2 separate regions of the Canis lupus genome follow, and region 2 is linked to region 1. Evidence: chromatin contacts called from public Hi-C data. All regions are on one chromosome and are shown on one strand. The core of a region is the stretch at or near the end of the contact, and the rest is flanking DNA. Distances in the headings are between cores, read along the strand shown. Region 1 holds the start of DCAF12 (DDB1- and CUL4-associated factor 12). Region 2 overlaps UBAP1 (ubiquitin-associated protein 1).

Evidence for each region. A called contact is a pair of places that touch in the nucleus more often than the background predicts.
Region 2: a contact with region 1 is called in a Hi-C map of blood, with 1.7 times the contacts expected there. The contact joins the enhancer-like site here to the promoter of DCAF12 in region 1. A contact is called at or near these places in 2 of 9 Hi-C or Micro-C datasets (amygdala and blood).

Annotation. Positions count from the first base shown.
Region 1 is chr11:51,110,879-51,118,114 of UU_Cfam_GSD_1.0, forward strand. It overlaps DCAF12 (DDB1- and CUL4-associated factor 12), which reads right to left and starts at 5,486. Exons shown (of 9, transcript XM_038552649.1): 1 at 5,114-5,486; 2 at 2,512-2,766. The coding sequence starts at 5,119. It overlaps LOC111098083 (a long non-coding RNA gene), which reads left to right and starts at 4,225. Exons shown (of 4, transcript XR_005366930.1): 1 at 4,225-5,652.
Region 2 is chr11:51,209,235-51,216,773 of UU_Cfam_GSD_1.0, forward strand. It overlaps UBAP1 (ubiquitin-associated protein 1), which reads left to right. Exons shown (of 6, transcript XM_038552645.1): 4 at 531-713; 5 at 1,394-1,495; 6 at 2,105-3,227. The coding sequence ends at 2,245. It overlaps KIF24 (kinesin-like protein KIF24), which reads right to left. Exons shown (of 13, transcript XM_038552625.1): 11 at 7,130-7,539; 12 at 5,912-6,005; 13 at 3,081-5,093. The coding sequence ends at 4,953. Among named protein-coding and RNA genes, the nearest start is that of KIF24, 74 kb to the right of the region's middle. Within about 2 kb of position 3,552, at least 4 of the 20 cell types and tissues checked have an H3K27ac peak or open chromatin away from gene starts, as enhancers often do. A contact at or near this core is called in blood, where this site is marked.

The DNA.
Region 1 (7,236 bases), core at 4,236-6,735:
ACTGGAGAAAGTTTTTTTTTTTTTTTTTTGGAGAAAGTTTTATATTCATTATCACCACTACTACTTTTGCATAAGGAAGATAACTTCAAGTATTTTCCAAGATGTGCACAGCCACCTTCTCAGCACTGGATATTAACCACTCCCACGTTACAGATGGGAAAACAAAGGCACAGATAAGGGAATCATTGTTAAATGTCATCAAGTTCAAAGAGCTGAGTTTCTGGTTCCCTGCTTTGGTTCTGGAAGCTAAGCAAATAACACAAATTATAAAAACAGGTCCTTACTTAATTAAACACACTAGGTTATGAGGAAACAGACAGAGATAGATATTAACAGTAAATTATTACTTAACATTATACAAACCTCCAAAATAGGGTCAATAAATTTAAGAAGGAGACTATGATTAACTTAGTTTATAATTCAACATTTGCTGGGCAAAATACAATAAAGGTATATACAGAGAGTGGAATGAATTCCTCCAAATGGGAGACTTTCTACTCCAAGTGATGATGATTATTCCCTTAAACCATGAGTGGCCTTAGAGAATAGGAAAAGGAAGTTTTGTAGGAGCTTGCCACCACTATTTAGTTTTGAAAGGCTTCTGTATAAGCAGCAACCTTCAACACAAGAGGAAATGAGAACTGGGCCTCAACTACCATGATTATTATTTCCTTCCTTAAAACTCATGTTTAAATCTTTGCCTAGGTCCTTTATAAACAAACACTTTGGGGCACCTGAGTGGCTCAGTTGGTTAAGCTCTGCCTTGGGCTCAGGTCATGATCCCAGGATCCTGAGATCACACCCAGCATTGTGCTCCCTGCTCAGCAGAGAGCCTGCTTCTCCCTCTCCCTCCTACTCCCTCTATCTGTGCTCTCTGTTGAATAAATAAATACAATCTTTTTTTTTTTAATTTTTATTTATTTGTGATAGTCACACAGAGAGAGAGAGAGAGGCAGAGACATAGGCAGAGGGAGAAGGAGGCTCCATGCACCGGGAGCCCGATATGGGATTCGATCCCGAGTCTCCAGGATCGCGCCCTGGGCCAAAGGCAGGCGCCAAACCGCTGCGCCACCCAGGGATCCCCCAATAAATACAATCTTGAAAAATAAACACCTCTAGTAATTAGTAATTAAAACACTCTTGATCTAGACCAACCTTCTCTCTTTCAACTAATCCAAGATGTGTTTCTGTTTAAGGTGAATTTACCCAGCCATCATGACATTACTCATGTATTCACCCAGGGTAAGGTAAAACAGAGAGCAGCTGGGCCTACATTCCATCCTTTCTCATGCTTCATCAGGAATCATTTCCCACCTCCAGGCCCTGCCTCTCACCATTCCTCTAACATCATGATACTTGTGTTCTTCTGTTCCCATTATATCTGCAATATCCAATCATGGATTGATGTATTTTATCTATTCCTATAATTGTGATTATATAGCTTACTGATAAATTTTTCCCTTCATTCACTTATAACTGTTTTCTAAGTTATTCTGCACAAAAACACTCCCCTCTCCATATAATACTTATTTTTTCTTTCTTGAATCCTTTTCAGGAGGCTACTTTGCAAAGAACAAACATTCGCAACCTGAAACCACCAAACATACCTTTTGTGACCTTTCTTAAAGGAAATATATCTTTAGATTCTACTCAAAAATGTTCGGGGAGGGTGATTTTGCCAAGTGCTATTTTATTTATTTATTTTTTTAAGATTTATTTTAGAGAGAGAGTGCAAGAGCATGAGCAGGCGGGGCAGAAGGAGACAGGGAATCTCATGCAGACTCTGTGCAGATCATGGAACCCAACACAGGGCTCCATCTCACGACCCTGATCATGACCTGAGCTGAAACTGAGAGTCGGATGCTTAACCAACTGAGCCACCCAGGTACCCGCCAAATGTAATTTTAAATATATATTTTTAAATTTTATTTATTTATTCATGATAGACAGAGAGAGAGACAGAGACAGAGACACAGGCCGAGGGAGAAGCAGTCTCCATGCAGGGAACCCGATGCAGGACTCGATCCCGGGATTCCAGGATCACGCGCTGGGCCAAAGGCAGGCGCTGAACCGCTGAGCCACCCAGGGATCCCCTCATTTTAAATATTTTTATATGTGCCCTTAGCCTAGCAGATAAGAACTAGGTTCCCACTATTATGTTTCCTGAGCATCATTCCTTCCTAAATCTTTCCTCTGAGGTCCTTGACTTAAAGCAACATAAAAAAGTGAGGCTAAAGAAACCCTAAAATCAGTGTAACAGCTGTATGGCAAGAGGCCTAAAGAAATAGACTCCTCTGAAGATTTATCAAGAAAGAAATGAGGAAATGGGAAAAGGGACATAAAGAGAGGAAGAAGTTTTCAGCAGATAGGAAGGGGATGGAAAGCAGAGTGAGCCAATCTCCTCCCAAAAGAAACCAATGGGGAAAATGAGCAGTGAAAGGTTTTAGAGCATGTGGAGCCAAAATGTATCCAGGTCCTAGAATAAGGTTCATTTACCCCCTAGACACTTACCGTGTTGCATTTTGTGCCACACACCACTTGCCTATGATTCAGCCACTGAGATGCAAACACTTTATTAAGGGTCCCAAGGTGAAACTCTCTTTCCTTCAGGAGACTGGGAAGTTGCTGTGCTGCATAGCCATGCAGCACTCGAGAATAGTTGGTTTCATTCTGAAGCCTGACTTCTCGGTTCTTCAAGTAGTACACTAAGGATCTCTTCACTGGGGGGAGTCTTTTCCTTTTGTGAAGTGAATGATCCCAGCCAAACTGTGGAAAGCAATATTAGAAATTAGGGCTTTGGCCACCTTTGTTCAGAACAAGGGATCCTCCTGTATCAGAGAAATCACCAAGAATTCATCCCGCAGGATTGACATACAACAGAACAGGAATCTCAATACAGAAAAGTCCAGTTTAACTCTTCCAACACTGAAAAGATGCTACTCAGTCAAACCTACGTATGAGAAACAAGGACTGAAAGACAAGGGAAAGGAAGCAGAAAAGAGGTCAAAAGGTTTACCAGGCCTGTTAGGAGCAAAGGATTCAGAGTCCCTAAAGCTATCCTTGATAAGGAAGGGAACGAAGGACCAAATAATTACTATACCGACCTGAGCTGCATCTCTACCCACGCACCGTCTCCCCTCTCAGTCTGTACTCCCCGTGGAGCATGGAGAGTGCAGCTGGGGGCAGACTGGGGTCCCACGCCTTCCAGGGACACGCAATCAGGGCCACCCCCCTGTCACCAGGCCCGCGCTCCAGGCCGTTGAGGAATCGCGAAAAATCAAACACTAAGGGAGTAGGAGGCACGGGAAATCAGAGTATGAAACGCGTTCAACAAGGGCGTTATAGGGATGATACCTGAGAACTGCTGTTTTTTATACCGATCCAAGAGGCAAAAAGCCCAGGTCAGGGAAACCTATTTCCCATATAAAGCACGCAATCATCTCCGCTTCCCGAGGTCCCGGAAGGGGGACTTTACGGTCTCCCAGTATCTTCTGGGAGGTTTTGTTCCTGATTCCCATCGACGTTGGTTTCCCTTCCGCCAAGGACAAGATTGTAGCTTCTTCTCAAGCCCCACGACCGGCTGCAGGGCTTCCCTGGAATAGGCCCTGTTCCAAGTTTCCCTTTAGCTCCTGATTGCTCTGGCCTTTCTGCTCTTCTCTGAATCCCTGAGGGCCGGGCCCGGCCCTGACCCTACAGGCTGGGGCCCCACTCCTGCCCCATCTCTGACTACAAACCTTGGTCCCCGGGTTCCGGTTTCCTGATCTTAGAACCCTCCCCCGCTCTAGGTGCCTCGGCGGTAGAACCCGGGTCCAGGCCTCTCAGCCCTCACCTGCGGGCACTGAGCGTCGCTCCCAGCTCCTGGCGAGGCGGGCGCTTTCCGCTTCCTGCTAACTGCTTTCCGGGCCATAGTGGGCAGCGCCGCAGCGGCCCCGCAGCCACATGGGGCGGGGGTAGCTAGGGTTAGCAAGACGGCGGGTCATATACTGGGCCCCGGGGCCGCGCACTTTTGTGCGCCTGGCCCGGAAAATGGCCCGGACCCGGGGAGGCAAGCAGAGAGAAAGGAGGGAGGGAGGGCAGGGGTCGGGAAAGGGAAAGGGCCGGGGAGGAAGAAACGAGCAGCTCTCAGACGAATTGAGTCTGAAAGGACGGCGAGCGGCGAGAACCAAAACACCCCCTCCCCTTCGCCCGCGCTCCGTCACCCTTGCGCAGCCGCACTCCGCAGCATGTCGCCACGGCGACGCTGCCGGGCCTTCAGGGGTGGGGTTTAGGGCCTGCGAGTGGAGAGTTCGCGGCAGTTGTTTGGCTGCCGCCCGCGCATTTCCAACGGTCGTCAGATGGCCGCTGAGGTGGAAGACCCGGGGTCGAAGGAATCTGCGTTCTGCCGTGGACCGCGGATCCCCGCCTGCCCGTCCGCAGGCACCCGGAAGTGAGGACGGCTATCCTCGCTCCGGTTAGGAATTCCTCCCGGCACACGCCTTTACCCGGCAGCTGCCACTGGTTATCTCTTACTGAGCGCCGCACTTTCCCCGAACCTATCGGAAACGGAGCGCTGACACCGTGGGCTGTACTCTATGCCCGGAGGCAGGACCTCCTTCCTCCACCCTCGCAAGGTGGAGTCCGGCTTAGGGTCCACGCCCGCCTGGCCAGACTTGCCCTCCGCAGCGTTTCTGCCCTGCCTGGCATTACCAGCCCAGGATGCTCCCCAGGGCTCTGGCCGCCTCCTTCCCATCCCTGGGGAGCCCACGGGCTCCATTCTCCACGCAGTCATGCCTCCCTGCTGGCCACCTCCCCCGCCTAACCATCTCTCCTGCCCTAACCGTAACAGCCCCTCAAGTGAGCTTTCCCTCAGCTACGACCTTCAGATTCTCACGACCTACCGGCCACACTGCCTTTTGTGCTTTATGAAATAGGTCTCATGCCTTAAGTTATGTTTTGTATGTCTCCCATGCAGTCCTAAATTGAGGACAGGACCCCTGCCTGCCTCTCCCTGGGGACCCTGGTTGCATCTCCATGAGGGCAGATGGGGTGAAACTCTGAACCACAGAGAAGAGAGTAGAGTGGATGTTGCTTGTCGGTCAGTTAGATAACGGGGCTTCTTCAGGATCACCCTTGCCTCCATTTTCAGAAGATCCTGTAGGAATTTGCGCTGGCTTCCACTTTCCTCAGGCACAGAAACTCTTTGAGGAAGCAGGATGCTCTTGCTTGGGGTTGACTGTCCTCGGGCTCTAGTGCCCAGTTACCTGATGATGGTTGCTTCAGACCTCATACCTCCAGGGAGCTCTGTTGACCCATCCGAAGCTCTGCCTACAAGATTTGGATTTGTTTTCCACACCAAAACAAAGACCAGATTGAGACAGGGTCCTCTGCCATCCCAAGTGGGCACTGCCACTAATTTCTAATGCCACCTTGGGAAAGGCAGCCCCATCTTACTTCATCAGGCCTATCCCTTCAGAGACATGCACAGAGTGAATGGGTCAGAAGTGGTTCAGTTTCCTTTTTAAGCCTATTGTTCCAGTTCTGTCTTGCCTCACAATGCCCTTGATGACCCAGGAGCCCATTGGGCAAGAATCTGGAATTCCTTTGAGAATCTCTAGGCTCATGCCAGGCTGCACATGGTATTGCCCAGTCAGAGGCTTCAGCCTCATCCTTAAGGTTAGTACGCTTTATCTTGGCATCCCAGGAACTAGCCCCAAATGCACTTCCCAACAGAGCTTATAATTTCTGTGGAATGAAGATTCACCGGGAAGTTTAAAAATCCACAATTGCCTTTATTTATTTTATTTATTTATTTATTTATTTATTTATTTATTTATTTATTTATTTTAAATTTATTTATTTATTTATGATAGTCACACACAGAGAGAGAGAGAGAGAGGCAGAGACACAGGCAGAGGGAGAAGCAGGCTCCATGCACCGGGAGCCCGACGTGGGATTCGATCCCGGGTCTCCAGGATCGTGCCCTGGGCCAAAGGCAGGTGCCAAACCGCTGCACCACCCAGGGATCCCTATTTATTTTATTAACATGTATTTATTTATTTGAGAGAGAGCACACGCATGTGCATGCAGGTGGGGAGGGGCAAACAGAGAGGAAGAGAGAGAATCTCAGGCAGACTTCCCACTGAGCCCAACCTGGGGCTTGATCTCACTACCTTGAGATCTCTACCTGAGGAGAAAGCAAGAATCAGACACTTAACCTACTACTCACGCACCCAGGTATCACAGTATCATCACTCTTTTAAGAACAATTGTGTGGGGGTACAAGGGTGGCTCAGTTGGTTGAGTGTCCAACTCTTGACTTCAGCTCAGGTCATGATCTCTGGGTTGTAGGATCAGCCCCATGTTGGGCTCCTCGCTCAGTGTGGAGTCTGCTTGAGATTCTCTCTCCCTCTGCCCCTCCCACTCATGCTTGCTCTCTCTCTAATAAATAAATAAATAAATAAATAAATAAATAAATAAATAAATAAATAAATAAATAAATAAATAATATATTAAAAAAAAAAGAAGACCAGTGATACCAAAAATAAAACCCCCAAACCTGTTGATGATACCAAGGATTGGTAAGGAGGCAGAATGACTGGAACTTTCATACATTACTAGTGAGCATGTAAATTAGTACAATTTGGAAAAATCTATGACAGTACCTACTATAGCTGAGTACGTGTACTTTATAATCCAAAACTTCAACTTCTGATTATAACAACAGAAATGAGTGTTTATGGTCACCAAAAGGCAAAAGAATAATCAGTTTTATTCATAGCAGCTACAAATGGGAAATAGTTCATATGTCAATCAATAGGGACACCTGGGTGGCTCAGTTGGTTAAACATCTGCCTTATCTTTGGGTCCTGGGATCGAGCCCCACGTTGGGCTCCCTGCTCAGTAGGGAGTCCGCCTCTCTCTTTATCCCTCTGCCTCTGCCTTTCTCCACTGCTCGTTCTCTTTCTCTCTCAAATAAATAAATAAAATCTATTAAAAATGTCAATCAATAGTAGATAAATTGACAGTTCCCATGATGACTTCATTAGGTTTGATAATTTGCTATAATGACTCACAGGACTCAAGAAAATAAATACTATTAACAGTTTATTATAAAGGCTATTATAAAAGATACAAATGAGCAGCCAGATGAAGAGTGAGGTCTGGAAGGGTCCTGAACACAGAAGATTCTTTCCCTATGGAGTTTGGGGTACACTACCCTCATAGCATGTGGATATATTCAACAACTTGGAAGTTCTC
Region 2 (7,539 bases), core at 2,302-4,801, 96 kb after region 1:
CCATGCAGGGGAACGTGCGGCACGTGCAGTCTCTGCCCAGCCCAGGGATAGGAGCAGGAATAGACACATTGTTGGGAGAGAGTCAGCCCCAGAGTTAGGGTTGTCTGAGGTGAATGATCTTTTTAGGACTCTGACATACAACAGCCTGAGAAACGGATAATGGAGCCCTGGAGAGAAATCATAGCAGCCGTCTTGCCATTAGTCCCATGGGCAGCCTCAGAACTTCTCTCATTCAAGCCCAAGGGATTTGAACACATGTTGCTCTTGTGGTATTTTCTCATTCTGGGATGAGCCCAGAGGGCAGTCACAATTTCAAGTGTCTTCCCAGTTTTTTTCCCTTGTGTGGTGTTACCTTACTGTTCTCCAGGATGTCTGGCCAGCAACCTGGCTCTTTCTTGCAGGCAGACTGTTTAGGAGTTTAATTAGTGTCAGAAATGGCAAGCCCCTGGACTGGGCTACTTCAGTGACCTGTCTTCTGGGACCTCAGTCTTCTTTCTTCCTGCCTGATCCTCTTGTTTCTCCACCACCAGGTCACACCTCCTAATTTCTCAATGTCACAAGTGCCCAATGCTCCCAGCTGTCCCCAGGCCTATTCAGAACTGCAAACACTGTCCCCCAGTGAGCGGCAGTGTGTGGAGACAGTGGTCAACATGGGCTACTCATATGAGTGTGTCCTGAGAGCCATGAAGAAGAAAGGAGAGAATATTGAGCAGGTGAGTGGTTGGTTGGCTGGTTGGTGATGGTGGGATCAGCCTGGAGAGAGGTCCTAGAACAGTGTCCTGCTTGTATCCTAGAGCCCTATCACACTCAGCCCCAGCGTTGTGAGTTGGCATGACTCGGCAATTTGTCCGGGGAAACTCACGCCCTCAGCATAGTGCTTCTACTTAAGGGGCTGCTCTGGGACCTAGGCTGGAGAAAAGCCCTGGGAGTATTTGAGCCATTGGACTGTTCTCTACCCCTCCTGAGAGGGCACACTAGGCTTGAGGTATGGTCAGATGTCTCCTAGAAACGTTTATCTTGTCATAGCTGCCCCAGAGTGTTCCAAAATAGGGTACTGGAGTCCTAAACCTTGGGGCCATTTCTGACGTGGCCTTTTTGTTAGAATATCCTGCCCAGGCTGTGGAGTTGACATTATGGGAGACGGGAGTCAGTTGTGACAGGAATTCCTTTGAAAAATGACTGCTCGTGTTTAGAAGGGTGTGCCTACCTATTCAGCAAATAGTCACTGAGGTCCTGTTGTGTTAGATGCGGTTCACAGTAGAAAATCAAGTCCTATCCAGAATCTAATAGCGAGGTGGGGAGCAGACATCACACTTGCTGGCTTGTGTAAGACTCTTGGGAAGCACCGAAAAGAGTGGTAATAGATCCTCAAACCTCCTTTTCTTTTCTTAAGATTCTCGACTATCTCTTTGCACACGGACAGCTCTGTGAAAAGGGCTTCGACCCTCTTTTAGTGGAAGAAGCTCTGGAAATGCACCAGTGTTCAGAGGAAAAGGTAGGACCTTTTGTGTTTTATAGGAACCCTCTGGAAAGGAGGGACAAAGTAGTTTTCCTCTGGCCAAGAACCCTCTTTCCCTACCAGTGACTGCAGACAGAAGTAGTCAGAATGCATTTTCTCTCAAGTGTCCAGATAGGCATTCAGCTAGTTTGGGTTGTTACGTTTGACGAAGCACTGGGTTGAAGACTGTCTAGAGTCCCAGGGAAAGGAAAGGGAAGGGAAAATGGAAATGACCTGGGCAAAAAGCTAGACTTTTGGATGACTGGGGAGATCTATAGTCTCTTTGCCTAGCCTGCTCTCTGGAGAGCAGCTGTTTCTGGGTTCAGTATCCTGCCTTGGTGTGAGTATGGATTTTGGTTAGTGGGACCCATGAGTCAGCAGAATTTGGAACTGGGCATAGTTTCTGAAGGATGAGTTATACCATCAACTAGTCTGCCTTGGCTTCCTCCACAGCCACCCTCTGCTTGCTGGGAGACCTCAGAGAGACTCAGGAGGCTTTGGCAAAAGATGCAGATTCCTCCCAAGCAGCCCCCTATATGGACATTCCTCCACCCTGCTTTGTGCCCAGACCCCTTTCTTCAATCTTTATTTTCTTCTATCCCTTAGATGATGGAGTTTCTTCAGTTAATGAGCAAATTTAAGGAAATGGGCTTTGAACTGAAAGACATTAAGGAAGTTCTGCTACTACACAACAATGACCAGGACAATGCTCTCGAAGACCTCATGGCTCGGGCAGGAGCCAGCTGAGACCAGGCTGCATAGGCCCTGCCATGGAACCACCCCTGCAGGAGGCGCTGAGGAGCCCACGTGTAGGGAAGGAGAGGGGGGCACACTTCCCGATTTTCTTTTGGGGGTGGAAGGTCAGGTGTGGAGACTGTGCTTGCCAGTCTCTGAGCTGGGGAAAAAGTAGGAAAGATTGGGGCATGTGAATGCCTCTAGCACTGCCCTGGCTCCTTCCATATTAAACATGTTTGTATTTTGAGAAGTGTCCTTCCCACCTCAGCCCTCCAGAGAAACCCTCCCTGGTCCTTCTGGAGTCTGTACGTCCTCAGCTGAAACCTGGCTCAGCTGCCAAAAGGAGGCAGGGAGAAGGGGTGGGAGGGCCAGACTCAGTGCTGCTTTAGGGCTAGATGCTTCCCTCCCCTGCCCCGGTGGACTGAACTCTTAATCCAAGTTGAGTGCAATTGAAAGGTTCTTCCAGGGTTTTTTTTTTTTTTTTTTTCTTAACAAAGTCTCTTAGTGTTAACACTGGTTCTGCAACGTCTCTGAGGTGCAAAGAATGCCCTTTCCATGTGGGGCGCTGAGTTTGCCTCTTTTGCCAGGCAGTTACCATGCTTCCCTGCCCCAGCCTGTTTCTTTTGGCTTGATTTGGACCACAGTCTTCTGCTACCCAGGATTTTAGAGCCCCCTGCTCTAGAAACTGTCGTCAGTTTAAGAAATCATTGGCTCCTTCCCAGCACAGAGTGGGGGAGAAACAGGCTGCAGTACAGTAGCCCAGCACTAGCTCCACCTCGGTTCTCCTTGGAGAACGGCCTCTCCCCCCAGCCCCCTGCTCTAGGATGACACGAGTAACACCTAGTCATAGAAATCAGTCTCTTTCATTTGTTTTATATTCTGTTGTACATCATTAAAGATCTAAATACAAAGGATATACAGTCTTGATGAATCTAAAGTAATTTGCTAACTATTTTGATTCTTCAGAAAACTACTAATAAAAATCTAAAAGGTATGTCCTGCTGTGATAATTTTATTGCCAAGTGCTATTTTATTGAGGGGGTGGGGTGGGTGGGGAAGGAATTCCTGCTTCCATTTGCTGGGGATGAAAACAGGTACTAACCATTTTCTGTCTTTTTAGTACTTTCTTCTCACTCTTAGGTCAGTGGGACCCAGGAGCTGGCCCTGCAGTCAGCCCTGGCTTTTGGTTTGCAGAGCAGGCCCAAATGAGGATCTGTTAAAAACTTGACCTAACTCAGTCTCTGGAACCAAGGACAAGCCTTCCTGCCAGACTAACTGTGGAGGTGAAACAGGCTGGGCCTTTGGGGCAATCATTCAGAAATGAGGAAGTCCCTTTTCCCATGAGACCCATCAGGCATTTATGTGCTGTGTGCCACAGTCAGGGCTGGATTCAGACTGCTTCACTAGCTCTCAGTGCTGCTGCTGTAGCTGAGAACTAAAGTCCAGAGTCCTCCCTGAAGTTTCTTGTCCTTATGCTTAATGCCATCCCACAGTCCCTCTTGTGCTCTTGGCTGGGAGTGGGTCTCTAATTCTAGTGATCCGATAAGGAGAATGCAGAACTTTTGGGCCAGGAAACTGGGAAAAGGCCGCCCTCTAGTGCTCAGATCAGGCAAAGGGTGGCAGGATTGGCAGGCTGAGAAAGCCAGTTGGCCCTTCTCGTACCTTTTTAATTAAGCCCTCTTTTTAAAACCTTAAAAAGGTATCCTTTCCCTGTAAGAAACTGAAGCTTCACACATTACAGTGGGCATCAGGGCCAAGGCTGTGACATATGCATCTTATCTGACCCAAAGTGGCCCTAGCAAGTGACAGACCACTTTGTATTTGTCTTGAGCTTCCCGATGAAGATATACAGCAGGCAGAACTCATGTTGAAGGGGTGTGTGTATAAAAATGCAACCTCAGAGTCTTGGACTGTTGACTAGAGCACTCCGTGCCAAGATACTACTGAACACAGGCCCTTGAGAGGGACTGCACAACCAGGATGATGCTGGATAAAAGGTAAGGTGAGGAGATAGACCTGCACAAGATCCTCCACTTCTTCACCTTTGCCACGAAAGGGCGTGGCAGGTGAGCCAGGAACTGCTACAGGAGCATGAGTGCTATTAAGAGAGTAATGCAGTGATGTGAGCACTCTCTTCTGTGTCTGAATTGCAGGAAGGGAGGGGAACTGGGGACACGAAGCCTGTCCCACCAGTCTCCAGGAGCTAATGGGGTAGGGTGAGCTCTGCCTCAAGTGTTTTACTAGTTTTTGGCCAAGTCTTGAAGAATAGTATTCAGCTAACAAAGCCCCTGAGTTCACGTTTTTTTTTGTTTGTTTGTTTTTGTTTAGTTCACGTTTTCTTCCCCAGCTTGTTACCTCTGACCTCTAGGTTACCACTGACCCACCCCATTCTTTGATCCTCAAATTTAGACACATCCACAAGGTTATCAGACCCAAGTGTGTTTCCCCCACCCAGACAAAATACTCTTCTAGCCCCATATTAAGGGTTTAGAAGGGGCATATTAAGTTTTTTTAGCCTGCTCTGTCCTTCCTTCCAGATGTTCCTGTGCTTGGAATTGTGCTGGGGCCTAGTCAAGGCCATGTGTGGCTGGGGTGGGGAGAGAGGCTAGTAGGCAGGACTGCGGAGTGGGTTCTAGGATTTGTAGGAAGGACCCGCCAGCGCCTGGGAATTCAGTACAAGTTTCTGAGCTGCCCCCATCACCTCATACTAGATCTTGTTCTAAGACACCACTGTCCTCTCAGGGACTGTGGTCGGCCTGTGGCAGGTCAGGTACAGCTGAAGCTGGCTCCTCAGACTCTGGATGCACTTGGATTTCAGAGCCAGGATTTCATCCAGCTGGGTCACAAAATCTTCAAAATCCTGAGAAAGGAAACAAAGGACAAATATGGACTTTTGCTTTTGCTGGCTTTTTCTGCCAAGGATCTGCTTTTCTAGTCCCTTTTCTTGCAGGAAACTTTGAGAGCCTAGGCCCTTCCTTCAGGTGGAAAGTCTGCAGGATAATCACTGTGGCACAGAGTAAGGCTCATTTCTCTGCATTTGAAAAACTTAAAAAAAAAAAAAAAAAAGACTTTATCTTTATTCTCTAAACCCAATGTGGGGCTCAAACCTACAACCCCAAGATCAAGAGTCGCACACTTCAGACTGAGCCAGCCACTCACCCCTGCATTTTAGCAACTTCTATGTAGATAGGTATTTTGCAGGGCAGAGGGGTATTTTTGTAAAAGTGCTTCTAGTTAGGGGCGCCTGGGCGGCTCAGTCAATTACGTGTCCAACTCTTGATCTCAGCTCAAGTCTTGACCTCAGGATCCTGAGTTCAAGCCCTGCATTGGGCTTCACACTGGGCATGAGGCCTACTTAAAAAAAAAAAAAGTACCTCTGGTCTGCATGTGGCATGTCACTTACCATCACAGGGAGGGGCTCCAGCAAGCCAAATAAAAAGGCGGAATGGCAAAGGATGGAAACATTTTAGCCTGAAAATGGGAAGTGCAGCACCATCTCCCACCTATCCTTGCACCTGCTTGAGCTATGTCAGAGGAATGGTAAGAGGAGCCCCAAGTTCTCTTAGAGTACGATGGCAGACCTTACTTCAAACACAACCACAGCAAACAAGGATGGCCAGCAGACTACCTGTGGGCTAATTCCCAAGAGCCCCCAAGTGTCTAGCCAAAACCACTTACATTAAGAGCCAGCTGGCTCAGCAGGGTCTCCTCCTTGAAGCCCAGTTCTGCCATTCTATCCAGCTGTTCCTGGTGTGCTTGGATGACCACCTGCCTGGAACACCAGAGGGAACACTGTGATCCTCTGGGCCTCCCATCTTTCCCAGGCATCTTTTCTGGAGCTGAGCCTCATTTTCTGACCAGGAGCTGCCCCTGCCCAGAGTGGTCAAAGCTTGGACTAGGGCCAGCCCACCACCACCTCCTCCCGTCACCTGTTCTTCTCCAGATTCGTCTAGGGATGAGAATGTACCAAGAAGATACTGGAAAGGGGGCTTCTCGACTGTTCCTGGCTCCCCAGCTACCCTGAGGAACAGGGATGAGTGCTGCTTCTCCTTTACAGGAGCTGCCCCAAGCTTCCCTGCTAAAAGGCTCAAGGCTGTGACCACTGTAGCTGACATGCTTGGCACAAGGTGGAGCCTACTGCCTCCCCTGCCTGCCATCATTTCTACTTCCTATGGGGAGTCCCAGCACTAAAGTAGGGGATTTGAGCTAGTAACTGGAGGATCTGACTTTTGTCAGACCTTACTGATAGTGTCCTGGGACAGGTGGGCACTTCACCTATACATCCCTGCAAGTCCTTCTCTTTGTCCACGGCCTAGCCTGAGCCCCAGTGAGCAGCAGGTACACAGCTGGCCTAGATCTTAGGAGCCCTAGCAAAAGCTGTAGCCTCTGTTCCCATATACCCACTATCTCCCCGGCATCTCATGCTAAGGGACCCTGCTGGATCTTTCTCTATACTTTCTCTTTGCTGCACTATCCAAAGCATCCTTTGGGGAAAGCAGCACAAATCACCAGTCCCTGTTTTTGACCTTTGCCATCCTGGAAGGTGCCCACCTTGCCTTGGTTCTGAGGGCACCAGGCTGCACCTGGTATGCCTCTGGGCAGCCCTTCCAGGAACACAGACCCAACAGAATGAAGAGGATTCCGATCTCACCACAGGTCACAGGCTTGCTGAAGGGGACAGATCCTCCCTTTTCTCACTTAAGTCCCAGCTTTCCCAGACTCGGAGTCACCCACCCTGGCAAGCCTGCTTCCTCAAAAAGCTAGAGAAAAGCCTCTTAGTTTTAGTATATCTCTGACACTGAACCAGTAGTAGCCATTCCCAGAAGAGACATATGTTAGGCTGGGGTGGAAAGGGGTGCCAAAGGGGCTCAAGTCTTGGGGAGAATTCCAACTTACTGTGCATGACCCAGGGTGAGCTGATGGAGTGTCCCTGTAGTCTTTGGAGAGCAGCCAGGGACCAAGGGAGAGCCTGGCCTTGCTAAGCACCTTGGGATTGGCCTGTATTTGAGCCACATGATGTCCCTGTTGTAGCAGGGCAACTTGATGGGATCTCTGGACAAACTTACTAGCTCCTGCCAACCAAGTCCTGTTGGATGTTTTCTTTCCTGGGCCCACGGCTGGTCAGCCATATCATTACTTTCTGTTTGTGGGGTGAGTATAGTTGCAGGGTGGGGTCCTCCAGTATGTATGGTGAAGGGCTTTCCTGGGAACTCCTGGAAACTGCTCAGCTCTGTTGCCTCAGCATCAGCATCATACTGCTGGCTACCCATCTGTTCTTGGGAGGAGTGTGCAGTCTCTCTGCTCTG